2 separate regions of the Sus scrofa genome follow, and region 1 is linked to region 2. Evidence: chromatin contacts called from public HiChIP or PLAC-seq data. All regions are on one chromosome and are shown on one strand. Each heading gives the region's core, a stretch centred on a gene start, on an enhancer-like site or on the middle of the called end of the contact. The rest is flanking DNA. Distances are from core to core; before and after follow the strand shown. Region 1 holds the start of TEF (thyrotroph embryonic factor). Region 2 holds the start of POLR3H (DNA-directed RNA polymerase III subunit RPC8).

Region 1 (7,118 bases), core at 4,034-6,533, 140 kb after region 2:
CGGCATGAGGGAGGCCGAGACGGCCATGGTGCTGGCTGCTGCGGCCTCGTCTTCCTCCAGCTTCTCCTTCCCCTTTTCCTTATCTGCAGACACAAAAGCTGTGATGAGACACCTCTCAAGAGGGTAACTCAAGCCCAGGAGGCGAGCGGTAAGCCTCACAAGGCAGACCCACCCTCCGGAGTTCTGATCCATCCACGCACTTTAAGAGCTCATGCTACTCTCTGGTTACAACCTGGTGCTTGAACCAGGACCACTGGTCTCCTTTAGCAACGGCAGCACGTCCTCACCCTTGCCTGGGCTTCCCAGGCTGCGCACCCCGGCTCTGAGGGCTGCCGTGGCCCCAGGGTTAGTGCAGAATGGGCTGTGGGATCAGCATCTGCCGGAGAGAGGCTGCAGGGAGGAAACGAAGTTTCCAACCCTTCCTCTTATCTTAGGCAAGGGCTGATTCCTCAGACCAAGAGCGTGCGTGTTCTCCCGTTCATGTTGCTTCTCCACAGCAACCCAGCCTGGGGCTTGAACTCCAGGCAGGGCTCTGCCTCCCACGGCAGTGATGTGTGCCTTTAGCAATGTTCCTCAGCCTCTGCCAGCCTCAGTGTCCTCAAGGTAACTCAGGATACAGCTGGCTCTTGGGGAAGACTAGAGGTAACAGTTGACAGTGTCTTGTAGACCTCCGGGCACACAGCAGGCACTCGTTGCTACTTTACTGTGCCTGATTCATTCCTCGATCCTGGGGACCAACACAGGAGCAGGCAGATGTGTATACTGAAGGCAGAAGGCTGGGTTTTGTTTTGTTTTGTCTTCCTAGGGCTGCACCCTAGGGAGGCATAGGGAGGTTCCCATGCTAGGAGTTGGATTGGAGCTGTAGCTGCCGGCCTATGCCACAGCCACGCAGGATCCGATCCGTGTCTGAGACCTACACCACAGTTCATGGCAACACCAGATCCTTAACCCACTGAGCAAGGCCAGGGATTAAAACTTCGTCCTCATGGATGCTAGTCTATGGATGCTAGATTCACTTCCGCTGAGCCACGACAGGGCTCCCAAAAGCTGGGTTTGTAAATGGATTCCCTTCAGGTTTATTCAACAGAGAGGGCCTGGAGCTGTCTTTTCAGGACCTTTTTCAGACCAACCATTTCAAAAGACTTCTATCTCTGAATAAGCAGAGAAGACTTAAGGTAAGTTTTCTGGGAAGGAGAACAGGGAGCTGTAGAAGAAAGCCTGCTCCCAGTCAAAACAAAACTAATCAATCAGTGGGGACTGGATCCCACCTAATTGTCCCCGTCAAAAAGTTATGCACGTGGAGGAGTCCCCATTGTGGCTCAGTGGTAATGAACTCGACTAGGATCCATGAGGGCGTGGGTTTGATCCCTGGCCCTGCTCTGTGAGTTAAGGATCCGGCATTGCCATGAGCTGCAGTGTAGGTTGTAGACGCATCTCAGATCCGGCACTGCTGTGGCTGTGGTGTAGGCCGGCAGCTGCAGCTCTGATTTGACCCCTAGCCTGGGAACTTCCATAGGCTGTTGGTGCAGTCCCCCTACCCCCAAGAAAAAGAGAAAAAAAGAAGAAGAAAGTTATGCCCGCAGATATCCAAGAAAGGGCAAATTAAGAAAAAAACACAAGAGAAAAATGTGACAAGGTTAGAAGGAACTCAAAGTGACGGAGAAGCTAATCAGGGAAGTGGGAGAGAAAATCATGACAAGCTCATAATGGGTTTTCAAATTGAGGGAGACAACTTTGAACTCTGGATTCTGAAATGAAAAAGAGAAATCAAATAGGATTATGTTGGAAATAAACCAGTCATGCATGGACTCCTACATCACATACAGCCAGGAAGCAGCCCATCGGTCCAATAAAAATGGACACACCCAGTGAATTAAGAAGGCAGAGGTTTTGACTAACAGAATTTGGTCATGGCTTTTAATACCAATTATCTTGAATTCCTGCAACTGCCTTCTGTACCAGGCTTTGGTTTAAAACCAAATGGGAAGTTAGAAAGCAAAGCTTTGGTGGGCTGGGAGGGCCAGATGGCCTCCCTATTCTTCCCTGAGATCTTGACTCTACATGCTGTTCAGCAAGGACTGTGATCCATGTTGGGCGGGTCATGGGGTTCAAAGGAGGTGTTTGTTTTTTGTTTGTTATTTTTTTTTAAGGCTGCACCCGAGGCATATAGAAGTTCCCAGGCTAGGGCTCGAATCAGAGCTGCAGAAAAACAGCCAGACTGAAGGAAGAGTAACAGTACATTCCAGGTTTTGTCTGGCCTAAGCCATTAAGGATAGTGTTTTTATTTTTAATTAATTAATTATTTATTTTTATTTTTTTAAGGCCACACCCAAGGCATATGGAGATTCCCAGGCTAGGGGTCAAATCAGAGCTGCAGCCGCTGGCCTACACTACAGCTGAAACAACGCCACATACAGTCCGGGTCTGCGACCGACACCACAGCTCACGGCAACACCCAGTCCTTAACCCACTGAGCGAGAAGGACAGTGCTTTAATTTTTTTTTTTTTTTTTTTTTGGATTGCACTTGCAGCATGTAAAAGTTCCCGGGCCAGAGAGCAAACCTGCACCACAGCAGTGACAATGCTGGATCATCAACACACTGTGCCACAAGAGAATTTCCAAATCAGTGTTTTTATAAGATGAGTAGTTTTTTGTGTTTGTTTTTTGTTTGTTATTTTTTTTTAAGGCTGCACCCGAGGCATATAGAAGTTCCCAGGCTAGGGGTCGAATCAGAGCTGCAGCTGCTGGCCTACACCACGGCCACAGCAATGCCAGATCCGGGCCTCATCTGTGACCTACACCACAGCTCACAGCAACGCCCGATCCTTACTCCACTGAGCAGGGCCAGGGATCAAACCCGAGTGATTCCAGTCAGGTTCACTACCACTGAGCCACAACAAGAACTCCCCATAAGATGGAGTTTTCATCGTAAAGGATGATAAAGGACTAGGCCCATCACTCGGGTCACAAGGACAGTGGCTGCCAGTGACAGAGTAAAGAGCACATAAGGCCTAGCTATGTGACCTTAAGGAAATAGCCTCACCTCTTTGAGCCTCAGCTTTCCTCATCTGAGAAGTGGGGTAATACCCTATAAGATGGCTGTGGAAGACTAAATAAGACTATATCAAAGTGCTCTGTGAGTATTCTGCAAATGTGAGGTAGAATTATTGTTATAGATGGTTATTATTTGGTAATCTCAAACAAGAACCCCGACGGATGTGTACACCTGTCCTGGTAGCTTGTCTCAGCCTCAGATCCTGGAACAAAATTTTGCCTTAAAAACAAACAAAAGGGTCTGTGCATATGAGGTCTGAAGCAGGAGGAGAGAGCCTGGCCTCACCTGATGTGCTGAAGCTATATATAACCCAACAGTGACAGCCATAGGGATGGGAGCCTCAGAACACAGCCAGGAAAGGAAGAGAAATGGCATGTTTAAAAAGACAATTAATTCCCCAAGGCTGGTATTCACAGAAGGCCCATTCCTTCCCACATCCATGAACTACACCAATGGTTCTCGGAAATTCAAATCTTTGAGACTGAAAGCATCCCTCAGTGCATCTAAAACTCCACTATAGGTGGCACTCCTGCCACTCCCTGAACCTCATGTTCCCAGGCCAAAAAACAAGGCCAAACCTGCTTTCCAGGTAGGCCCCAGGGACCTCTGTGGCCTAGGAACCAAGACAAAGCCCAGCCCTGCCACTGTGGCCCCAAAGGCTAGGGTCAGCCCCAAACAACCAGGTGAAGGGCCTCAGTAGCTTCAGTCTGACCCTCATCCCTCTACCTGACTCATGTCAATCCCCCCTCAGAAGGCCCTCCCATCCCTTCTCCTGACACTCCTCCCCCACCTCAGCAGCAGCCCTGAAATTCATTTCCAGAAAACCTCCAGCGAGTACCTACCTAGTAACTGGGAATACTCACTGGAGGGGAAGAAGACAGGTCCTCATCCCCAGAGAGAAAGCCCATATATAAAGACAATTCGCTACTGTCTATCAGGGTATCTCAAACTTCAGTGGACTTTGGAATCACAGAGGTGGGGTGGGGTGTTCCTAAAAATGCAGATTCCTGTCCCAGGAGCCGCAGATTCAGTGGGTGAAAGGTGAGGCCCAGGAATCGGCATTCTAAACAAGCATCCCAAGTGATCCTGATTCAGGCGTTCCAGAGAAGGCGCCCTCGAGCGTCATTTAAGTGGCTGCTGCGACCCCCATCAGCCTCCTCAGTAACCCCTACGCGTTGCATACACTCGAGGCCGCCCAAAGGAACCTCCTCACCCCGACTCCCACCCTACCCTCTCCCTCCTGACCCCTCCCCGCCAACCCCTATCTGACCCAGCCTCGCTCAACTCGCCCCTGACCTTCTCTTCCCAATCCCTCTGTCTCGCCCTCCAGGGCCCTTGTCATCCCTGGTCCCATCCCCCTCTGCTGGACCACTTCACCCTGACCTCCGACCTCCCCGGCCCCGCCCTCACATAGCCCCGCCCTTGCAGAAACCCCGCCCCCAGGCGCGCGCGGACCCTCCCCCCCCTCACCGAGGCGCGCCCCGCGCGGGGGGTTCTCCATCAGCTTCTTCAGGACCAGCGGGAAGGAGCCTGGCAGGCCCCTTTCCCCAGCTGCGCGCCCCGGCCCCGGGCCCGGCCCCGCCTGCGGCTCTACAGGCGGCTTCTTTCCGCCGCCCGCGTCGGACATCGTGCCCCGCGCTCTGCTCGCGCGCCTCGCCTCCCCCGCCCGCCCCCCGAGATGGGACGGAGCCGTGCGACCCGCCGCAGCTGCCGACACGGGCGGCTACTGCGCAGGCTCCCGGGGGCACCCCCGCCTCCCTCCATCCCTACCCCGCCTGCGGACTGGCTCTGGCATATTAATTATTTATGAGTCCAGGCCAGCTTCCCCGGATGGCGGCCTTGGATTGGTCCGCCTTGAGAGGGGGGCAGGCACAGCCGTCCCGGCCGTGATTGGTTAGGCCGCCCGGATAAACGAGACACGTGCGGGGCCAGGTGAGGAGAAGGGCCGAAGGCCCCGCCCCATCTGCCTCTGTGTCACCTGATTGGCGCCTGGTAGAGTCAGGGTCTTAGGCCCTTTTCGGCTACAGCCCCTTCCCCTCTACCCAAGGTTTCACCTTCGCCTCCCTGCTCATAATACCCCTCCTCCTCTCGGACCACCGTTACCGCTCTCCCCTCGCACCCCAACCTCTCCACTTTCCGGACGCGCCACTGAAGGGAGGCGGAGCTGGGAGCGGCCATGCCGGCGGGGGGAGCCTATCAGAGAGCCCCCCGGGGCCACGCGGCCGTCCCCAACTCCGCGGGTCACGTGGAGCCACAGCCGAGTCCAGTTGCAGGGGGAGGGGAAAGAGGTGGAGGGCGCGAAACAGCCAATGGAGGGCGGGGGCGGGACCCGGGGCGGTGCACGAGGCACAGCACGTGCGGGGTTGCGGCGGGGAGGGGAGGGCCGGTTCTTTTGGTTGCGGGGACTCTGTCCAGGGTCGTGGGACCTGGACGCAGAGCCCAGCCCTTACCCCGCCGACCCGGAGGTTGGCTGAGGGCAGGGCCGGGGACGGCGGCCTGCCCATCGTAGGGACAGCCGGAACAGGCTTGGCTGCCGCTGAAGCGGGTGTCAGGTTCCCCGCGGATCCCGGGTTTCTGGCGCGGGCGTGGCGGCCAAATAAACACGAGCGTGGAGGAGCATTCTTGAGGTCGGGGCGGGGTGGTGGAGAGGAAGGGCGCGGCCCTGAGCCGGAGCCGGAGTGCACGCTTCTGTCCTCCCAACTTACTAGCTTGTGACCTTGGGAAAGTCCAGTTGCTTCCCGGAGCCTCTTTTCTCGCCCATAAAATTTCGGGGTTGGGCTAGATAATCTCTAAAGTCCTAAACGGCTCTGAAAGCCTGTTTCTCTTGAGGACCTTGGCTTTTTCTACAGGGAAAAAAATAAAACTCCTTCACTCAATCTACAGAGTACACACCTCGTGGGAGAACCACCGCCTCTCAAAATATAAATACTTCCTGGGAGTTCCTCAGGAAACCGGGAAAATGGAGAACGTGAGCGGGGTCCACAGATGTGGGGACCTTTCAGGAAGCTGCTCCTAGCGGCACCAGGACTTTGTACCTCTTGATAGCACAATTCATACTCTGCCTTGAACTCAGTGTAGACTCTCCGTGCCTGACAGGGCAGGGACTTTGGCTTGTTTATCCTGTATCCTGCCTGTGACTCGCGCCTTCCAGTAGCCGGGCTGGGGAATGGCAGAGCCCAGTCCTTGGTTCACGGGGTAGGTGCTGACAGCAACACCCAGCTAGCTGAAAGTGGTCAGGCTGGTATAATGAGAACTTTGCTGGGCACTGAGGAGGAAAAAAGCGCTTGGGCCCCTGAGCAGGCCTGGAAAGCAAGAGGTTTGAAGAAACTCTGGGTGATGGTCAAGCCAGGGTGGTGGCATCTGACTCCAGAAATCAAGGTCTCCCGGCCATGCTCATTAGATGTCAGTTATTTTCTGAATCTGATACCTCCCACCAATTGCTTCATCTCTCCAGGCCTCCTTGGTTTATGTCAGATGGAGATAGGGCAGGATTTACCTTCCCAGGCTTCCGTTAGCCAGTTAGTGTAAATGCAACAAATGGTAATGACCATAGCTTTACTAACACCCATGGGTACAAGTTCATGGCTTGGTGTATCCGTTATCCTACAGGCAGGTTGGTGCCCATGTCACTCCCTGTTGAGCGAAAGTACTAAATTGTGCACAGAACTCAGTTGTTGTTAGCGGGAATTCTGTATGTGGCTAAACTAAGACATCTCTAGAATAAACTGACCTAGAGGTTTTTAGAAATAAATTTCAGAGGGCAGTCCAAGGAAACTGATTAAAACAATGTTGGAAGCTTTAAAAATAACTAGTTTGGTTGTGGAGAGACTTGCTGGATTAGGGCTAAACGTACATTTTCATGGCTAATGTGACATTATTTTATTATTTTTTGCCTTTTAGGGCCGCACCCGTGGCTTATGGAGGTTCCCAAGCTAGGGTCGAATCAGAGCTACAGCAGCAACATCAGATTCGAACCGCAGCTGCGACCTACACCACAGCTCACGGCAACACTGGATCCTTAACACACTGAGCGAGGCCAAGGATTGAACAGGCAACCTTATG
Region 2 (7,752 bases), core at 4,530-7,029:
GTGAGCTGTGGTGTAGGTTTGGATCCCGCATTGCTGTGGCTGTGGTGTAGGCTGGCAGCTGTAGCTCTGATTCAACCCCTAGCCTGGGAACTTCCACATACCATGAGTGTGGTCCTAAAAAGCAAAAAAAAAAAAGAGGTGTCCCTTTGGCTTCTATGTTGAGTAGTGAGGGCAGGAATGGGGCACCCAGCCTGCAGCCAGTGGAGGCAATGGGGAGGGGCTGGATTTTGGATGCATTTTGGGGGTAGAAATAAGAGTGTTTGTTCAAGCGTTCACACAGGGTGTCAGAGACAAGGAGGAGTCAAGGCTGATTCCCAGGCTCCGGTCTGAGCGATCAGAAGGAAGAAGTCCTTTTCAAGGCGTCCTGTGGTGGTGCCACAGGTTAAGGATCCGGCATTGTCCCTGCTGTGGCTTAGGTCGCAGCTGTGTTGCTGTTTCCATCCCTGGCCTGGAAACGTCCTAACGCCTCAAGTGCAGCAAAAAAAAAAAAAAAAAAAAAAAGAAAGAAATCCTTTTGGAGAAACCTGTGATAGGAGCAGGTTTGCAGAGGAGTGGCGACCAGGAGTTCCATTTTGGCCCAGGTTGGAGTTCCCGTCTTGGCTCAGCAGAGACAAATCCGACTAAGTAACCATGGGGTTGCGGGTTTGATCCCTGGCAGGGCTCAGTGGGTTAAAGATCCGGTGTTGCTGTGAGCTGTGATGTAGGTCGCAGATGTGGCTCAGATCTGGCTCTGCTGTGGCTGTGGTGTAGGCCAGCAGCTGTAGCTCCGATTCCACTCCTAGCCTGAGAACCTCCATGTTTAGGGTGCGGCCCTAGAAAGACAAAAGAAAAAAGAAGAAAAAATTTGGGCCCAGGTTACGGTTGAGTTGCCAAATGCAGAAGTGGAGCAGACAGGTGGACAGAGGATGCAGGCGCCTCCAGCCGAGGATGCTCTACGTGCCCTGAAGCCACAGGCAGGACTGTGGACCCAGCGGCCACCGGGAGGCCCACCCACATGCAGAGGTGGGGGCGGAGCCTCGGAGGAAGGCGGGCCGACTGAGCCTGGGCTCCCGGAAGCCCTGTAGAAAGTGTGTGAAGAAGGAGGGGGTGATCAGCTAAGATCAACGCTGCCCTTGAGGACGGAGGAGAATTGTCACCGGTTTGGCAACGTGAAGATGGGCGACCTTGAGAAAGCAGCGTGGGTTGAGAGGTGGGGCCAAAAACCTGACCAGAGCAGGTGGAAGACAAAAAGAAAGGATTTGGAGATAGCAATCATGGATGACTCCTTCAAGCAGTTTTGGTGGTAAAGGGAGCAGAAAATGGGGCAGTAGCTGGAAGGAAAAGGGGGTTGAGAGGGTTTTTGGTTTTTTTTTTAAGATGTGAAAAAAATGTTAATTGCTTTTTTTTTTTTTTTTTGCCACACTTGCAGCATGTGGACCCAGATCTTTAATCCAGGCCACAGCTGTGACCTATGTGGCAGCTGCAGCAATGCCAGATCCTTAACCCATTGTTCCCGGCCAGTGATTGAACCCGAATTGCAGCACTGCAGAGACACCTCTGATCCCGTTGGGCCACAGTGGGAACACCCCTTAATTGCTTTTTTAATTTAAATTTTATTCAGTTTTGAATTTGAATGTAATATGTAACCATAATCCCAAACATCAAAGATTCTTTTCTTTTTCTTTTTGTCTTTTTTTTAGGGCTGCACCCGCGGCATATGCAGGTTCCCAGCCTAGGAGTCTAATCACAGCGGCAGCTGCCAGCCTGTGCCACAGCCACAGCAACACCAGATCCAAGCCGTGTCTGAGAACTGCACTGCAGCTCATGGTAACGTTGAATCCTAAACCCACTGAGCAAGGCTGGGGATTGAACCCTCGTCTGCATGGATACTAGTTGATTTCGTTTCTGCTCCAGCACCACAATGGGAAGTCTGCGCTTTGCTTTTTTTTTTTTTTGTCTTTTTTTTGCCATTTCTTGGGCCGTTCCCTCGGCATATGGAGGTTCCCAGGCTAGGGGTCCAATCGGAGCTACAGCTGCTGGCCTACACCACAGCCACAGCAACTCTGGATCTGAGCCACATCTGTAACTTACACCACAGCTTACAGCAACGCCGGATCCTTAACCCACTGAGCAAGGCCAGGGATCGAACCTGCAACCCCATGGTTCCTAGTCGGATTCGCTAAACGCTGAGCCACGATGGGAACGTCACGCGCCTTGCATTTTTATGCTTAGCAATGTATCCTGAATCTCATTCTATGTCATTACGCAGTGAGCATTCTCATCCTTTTTGATGTCTTCATACTGTTTCACTTCATGATACACCATGTATATTTTTCATCCAGTCCTCCACTGATGGACAGTCATTTGAGATGGGTTCCAATATTATCTCCACTTTACAGAGAGGCTCTGGTGTGCCAAGGGGTTCTCGGGCTCGGCCGTGGTTGCTCAGCTAGGGCGCTGTGGCCTGGGAATTCCATGGCCTCAACCACCCACTGGGCTCTCCTCCTCCTGGATTAGTTTCCAGCCCTATTTCTCCCTCCCTCCTACACTCCTAGCAATTATTTTGCCATCCTTTTGTTCATTCAAATAACGCATATTTAGCAGCCCTGATCTTGTGCCAGGCACCGGCCTAGGCCCTGAGGACGTGGGGGAACAGGATGGAAACGTCCTCTGCCGTTGAGGAGCTTGCAGACCAAGTCTTTGTGCGGTTTTGTGAGCCACCTCAAAGCGTCCGTGGAATGGCACAGAGAATTAATAAGGACGCCTGGTCCCTGTTTTTCCTAATGAGGAAACCAGCCGTGCCAACAAATGACTGTTGCGATCCTGTGAGCTGAATACCATAAAAGAAGCCTGGGAACCCAAAACATTGAGCTCAGCAATGCTGGCCTCGCCCCCCAGCCTGGCCCTCCTCCAGTTTCCCATCTCAGTGAAAGGCCTCAGGCGCTGGCTCCTCCCACTTCCGTTCCCAGGTCCTGCACCCTGATGCTGACACCATCCCCTGACAACCTCTGGACGGGGCCCAGCTTTGCTTTCTGTGGGCTCTCAGCGGCCCAGCCTTGCTCCCGCCTTCTCTTACCAGGGCTACTCAGGAATTTCCTTCCTGGCATTCCTGTCTCCACATCAGCCCCTTCCCATCCACTGTTCCCTCCAGCCCATGTGTCACTGTGTCATTTCCTAATTCTAACCTGTTTTGTGTTGTCTTTTTAGGGCCGCATTGCAGCATATGGAGGTTCCCAGGCTTGGGATCAAATCAGAGCTGTAGCTGCCGGCCTACCCCACAGCCACAGCAACACGGGATCCTGGTGTTTGCATCCTTGGGGCTGGAAGCTACCAGTGCCTAGAGGACAGAAGGGAGGTGAGGCTGGAGAGGAAGCCTGGGTTTAATCCAGAACTCTCTGTGTGGGCACAAGAGATTCCTGAAGGGAAGGCTTTTGTGACAGTGTGGAGGTCGCTTGCAGGAAAGATCCAGTCCAGGAGCTGGGATGTGTGGTGTCTAAACGCCACGGTGGCAGGGAAAAGAATTTCAGGGCGGTAGCAGTGGGAATGGAATGAAAAAGGGGAATTTGAGATTTGAGAGAAAGAATTAATATAATCTCCTAAACACACTGGTACTGAGTGCATCTTAGGAATGATGTTAGCGGATTGTGGGAATACAGAGCTGAAGTAGCATTTCCCCCTGTCTTCAAGTAGCTCAAATCCTAGGAGAGGCAAACAGGCCTATAAATAAAAATATAGATGCTGGGAAGGCCAAATTCGGTCCCTGCAGCCAAACTCATGGAAAGATCCCTATTGGTGTGAAATCAGCAAGGTGAAGCACCATGCATTTCTTTTTTCGCTGTTGTTCTTTTTTTTTCATTTATAACGATTTTTATTTTTTCCATTACAGCTGGTTTACAGTGACCATGCATTTCTGAGTGCCTCTATCATATACTCCAAGTCTCTTTTTATTTGTTTAAATTTTTATTTGACTAAAACATGGCAGTGAGGAGCTCCCGCTGTGGTGCAGTGGGTTAATGATGGGACTTGTCTCTGTGGTGTTGCTGATTTGATCCTCGGGCCACCACAATGGGTTAAAGATCTGGCGCCTGTGGTGTAAGGCTGTGGCATGGATCCAATCCCTGGCCCAGGAACATCCATATGCCATGAATGTAGCCTAAAAAGGAAAACAAAAAACCAAAAAACCACAATGCGGTGTATGCAACTAGAGATTATCATATGATGTGAAGTCAGAAAGAGAAAGACAAATACCGTATGATATCACTTATATGCAAAATCGAAAATATGACAAATGGGAGTTCCCTTGTGGCTCATTAGGTTAAGGATCTGGTGTTTTCACTGCAGTGGCCTGGGTTGCTGCTGTGGCTCGGGTTCAATCCCTGGCCCAGGAACTTCCACATGCCACGGTGGGCATGGCCAAAGATAAAATAAACTAAACTATGGCGAATGAATGAAACTATCTGCAAAACAGAAAGAGGCTCACAGACACAGAGAACAGACTTGAGGTCGCCAAGGGGAAGGGGGCTGGGAAAGAGACGGAGCAGGAGGTTGGGGTTAGCAAATGTAAGCTATTATACATAGAATGGATAAACAACAGGGAGCTATATTCAATATCCTATGATAAACCATAGGAAAAGTATATTTTAAAAAGAATGTGTGTTTATAACTGAATCACTTTGCTGTGCAGCAGAAATTAACACAATATGGAAAATCAACTACACTGCAATGGGAGTTCCTGTTGTGGCACAGCGGAAACAAATCTAACTGGTAACCATGAGGTTGCCGGTTCGATCCCTGACCTCACTCAGTGGTTAAGGATCTGGCGTTGCCGTGAGCTGTGGTGTAGGCTGCAGACACGGCTCAGATTCTGCATTGTTGTGGTTGTGGCATAGGCCGGCAACTGTAGCTCCAATTAGATGCCTAGAATGGGTACTTCTATATGCCAGGGTTGTGGCCGTAAAAAGCAAACAAACAAACAAAAACTATACTGCAGTAAGAAATGACAAAACAGGAGTTCCCGTCGTGGTGCAGTGGTTAACGAATCCGACTAGGAACCATGAGGTTGCGGGTTCGGTCCCTGCCCTTGCTCAGTGGGTTAAGGGTCTGGCGTTGCCGTGAGCTGTGGTGTAGGTCGAAGACGTGGCTCGGATCCCGCGTTGCTGTGGCTCTGGTGTAGGCCGGTGGCTACAGCTCCGATTCAACCCCTAGCCTGGGAACCTCCATATGCCGCGGGCGCGGCCCAAGAAATAGCAAAAAGACAAAAAAAAAAAAAAAAAAGAAAGAAAAGAAATGACAAAACAAGACACTGCAGTGTAGAGTTCACTTGTAGGGCAGTGGGTTAAGGATCTGGCATTGTCACTGCAGTGGCTGGGATAGCTGCTGTGGCTTGGGTTCCATCTCTGACCCAGGGAACTTTCACATGCCACAGGCATGGCCAAAACCAAACAGACAAGGAACACCCCCCCCCCGCAGTGTATTTCCACGAAGGCTGTGTACTGTACAGATTTGTATGGGGCCCACTTCTACCACTTAGCAGCCCATGGCCTTAGACAAGGTATGGAATTCTTTTTTTTTTTTTTTTGTCTTTTTGCCATTTCTTGGGCCGCTCTCGCAGCATATGGAGGTTCCCAGGCTAGGGGTCTAATTGGAGCTGTAGCCGCCATCCTACACCACAGCCACAGCAACGCTGGATCCGAGCCGCATCTGCAACCTACACCACAGCTCACGGCAACGCCAGATCCTAAACCCACTGAGCAAGGCCAAGGATCGAACCCGCAATCTCATGGTTCCTAGTCGGATTCGTTAACCACTGCGCCACAACGGGAACTCCAAGGTATGAAATTCTTTTAGTCCAAGCCCATGTTAGCTATCACATGAAGATGAGTGAGACTGGAATGTGGTGAGACAGAACAAACCAGGGCTGGAGGAGTGGACAATGACAAGACCACGCAGGGCCTTGTGAGCTATGATAAAGATTTTGGACCTTATTGCTAATTCAAAAGTAAATCAGTAAGGGTTTTTTGGTTTTTGGTTGTTTTTTTTTTGTCCCAATTTATTATCCCTTTTCAATTGAGATGTAATCTGAATTACAAGTAAATGCAAAGATCTTAAGTCTTGAGGTCGACGAGTTTTGACAACTGTCTACACCTGTGTAACCACCGGCAAAAAGAAGATACAGAACATTTCTATCATCCTATAAAGGTCTCGCCTGCTCCTTTCCAGCCCAGTGTCCCCGATTCCAGAGTATTGAAGGGTCTAGGCATACTGTGTTTGCATTTGGAAGGGCCGGCTGCAGCGTCGAGGTAGGCCTGAGCCAGGAGAGTACTGCACAGGTCAAGCAGAGATGGCCCGGTGGCACAGAGGTCGCCTAGCAACCTGAAAGCGTTGCCTGGGATTGACGATTCCACGCAGGCGGAAGGGGTGGCCCCGTCCCGAGCAGACCGGTACGTAGCCCCGCCTCGCGACGGGGCGGACCGAAGCTTCTTATTGGTCGGTCTCCCGGAAGCTACCGGATTTGGACTATCGTCCGTAGTAGTGCTGCTGGCGTGGGTCCGCGGTGCGTGGCGGAGGCACGTGGTGCGTAGTGCGTGGTGTGTGTGGCTTGACTGGGCTGCGCGCCCCTCCCGCGCGACCAGGAGGTCCTCCCCGTGGAGCCTCAGCTTCCTCTGCTTGCAGTAGAGGAGCACGCCCCTTACGGAGATACCCTAGGCCCCGGCTTCCAGCTCCGTTGCCGACCTGGGGGGCTCCGGGACTGGGACCGACAGAGCGGGCTCCGGCATCCCCGCCGCCCCGTCAGCGACTGGGACCGACAGAGCGGGCCCCGGCATCCCCGCCGCCCCAGGTGTCTGTGCGTGACTGACACTCGCGTTCCCAGAGTCCCCCGCGCAGGCGGGATGTTTGTCCTGGTGGAGATGGTTGACACCGTGCGGATACCCCCGTGGCAGTTTGAGAGGAAGCTCAACGACTCTATTGCCGAGGAGCTGAACAAGAAATTGGCCAACAAGGTACTGACTGGGTCCATGGGGTCGCTGGCCGGCCTTGGCCGGAGAGGGCCCAGCGCTGCTTACTTGCCCGCTTTCGGCCTGTCGGTGCCAAGCCTCGGCCTTGGGCAAGTAGCCTAACGTCTCAGAGCTCGGTTTCTTCACCTGTGCATGGGATAGGGGTAATCCTTACCCCACAAGAATGTTGGAGGGAATCAAAAGAAAAACTGGGCTTGAAAAAAAGGCCGTCGTGGAGTTGCCGTCATGGCTTAGCGGAAACGAACCTGACTAGTATCCTTGAGGACACAAGTTCGATCCCTGGCCGCAGTGGGTTAAGGATCCAGCGTTGCTGTGAGCTGTGGTGTAGGTCGGAGACGCGGCTTGAATCTGACGTTGCTGTGGCTGTGGTGTAGGCTCCGATTTGACCCCTAGCCTGGGAACTTCCATATGCCGCGGGTGCAAAATAACCAAAAAGGGGGGGGGGGAAGGGGGAAGGCCGCTGCAAGTGGGACCCTTCCGAATTATTTTGCTTTTTTTTTTTTTGCTTTTTTAGGGCCTCATTCGCGGCATATGGAGGTTCCCAGCCTAGGCGTTGAATCAGCTACAGCTGCCGGATCTACGCCACAACCACAGCAACCAGATCCCAGCCGCCGTCTGCAACCTACACCACAACTGCAACGGTGTATTCTTAACCTGCTGAGCAAGGCCAGGGATCACACCTGCAACCTCATGGTTCCTAGTTGGATTCATTTCCGCTGCGCCACGATGGGAACTCCTTACTTTGCAGTTTGGGGCA

The links. HiChIP or PLAC-seq counts read pairs in DNA pulled down with a chosen protein or histone mark.
Region 1: an H3K27ac HiChIP or PLAC-seq map of alveolar macrophages shows a contact between it and region 2. The contact joins the promoter of TEF here to the promoter of POLR3H in region 2. A contact is called at or near these places in 1 of 5 promoter capture datasets (liver) and 2 of 2 datasets of contacts at active chromatin or transcription factors (alveolar macrophages and skeletal muscle).

The regions. Positions count from the first base shown.
Region 1 is chr5:7,129,888-7,137,005 of Sscrofa11.1, forward strand. It overlaps TEF (thyrotroph embryonic factor), which reads right to left and starts at 5,284. Exons shown (of 5, transcript XM_021091460.1): 1 at 4,527-5,284; 2 at 1-83. The coding sequence starts at 4,683.
Region 2 is chr5:6,993,911-7,001,662 of Sscrofa11.1, forward strand. POLR3H (DNA-directed RNA polymerase III subunit RPC8) reads left to right here and starts at 5,780. Exons shown (of 6, transcript XM_001929133.5): 1 at 5,780-6,980. The coding sequence starts at 6,870.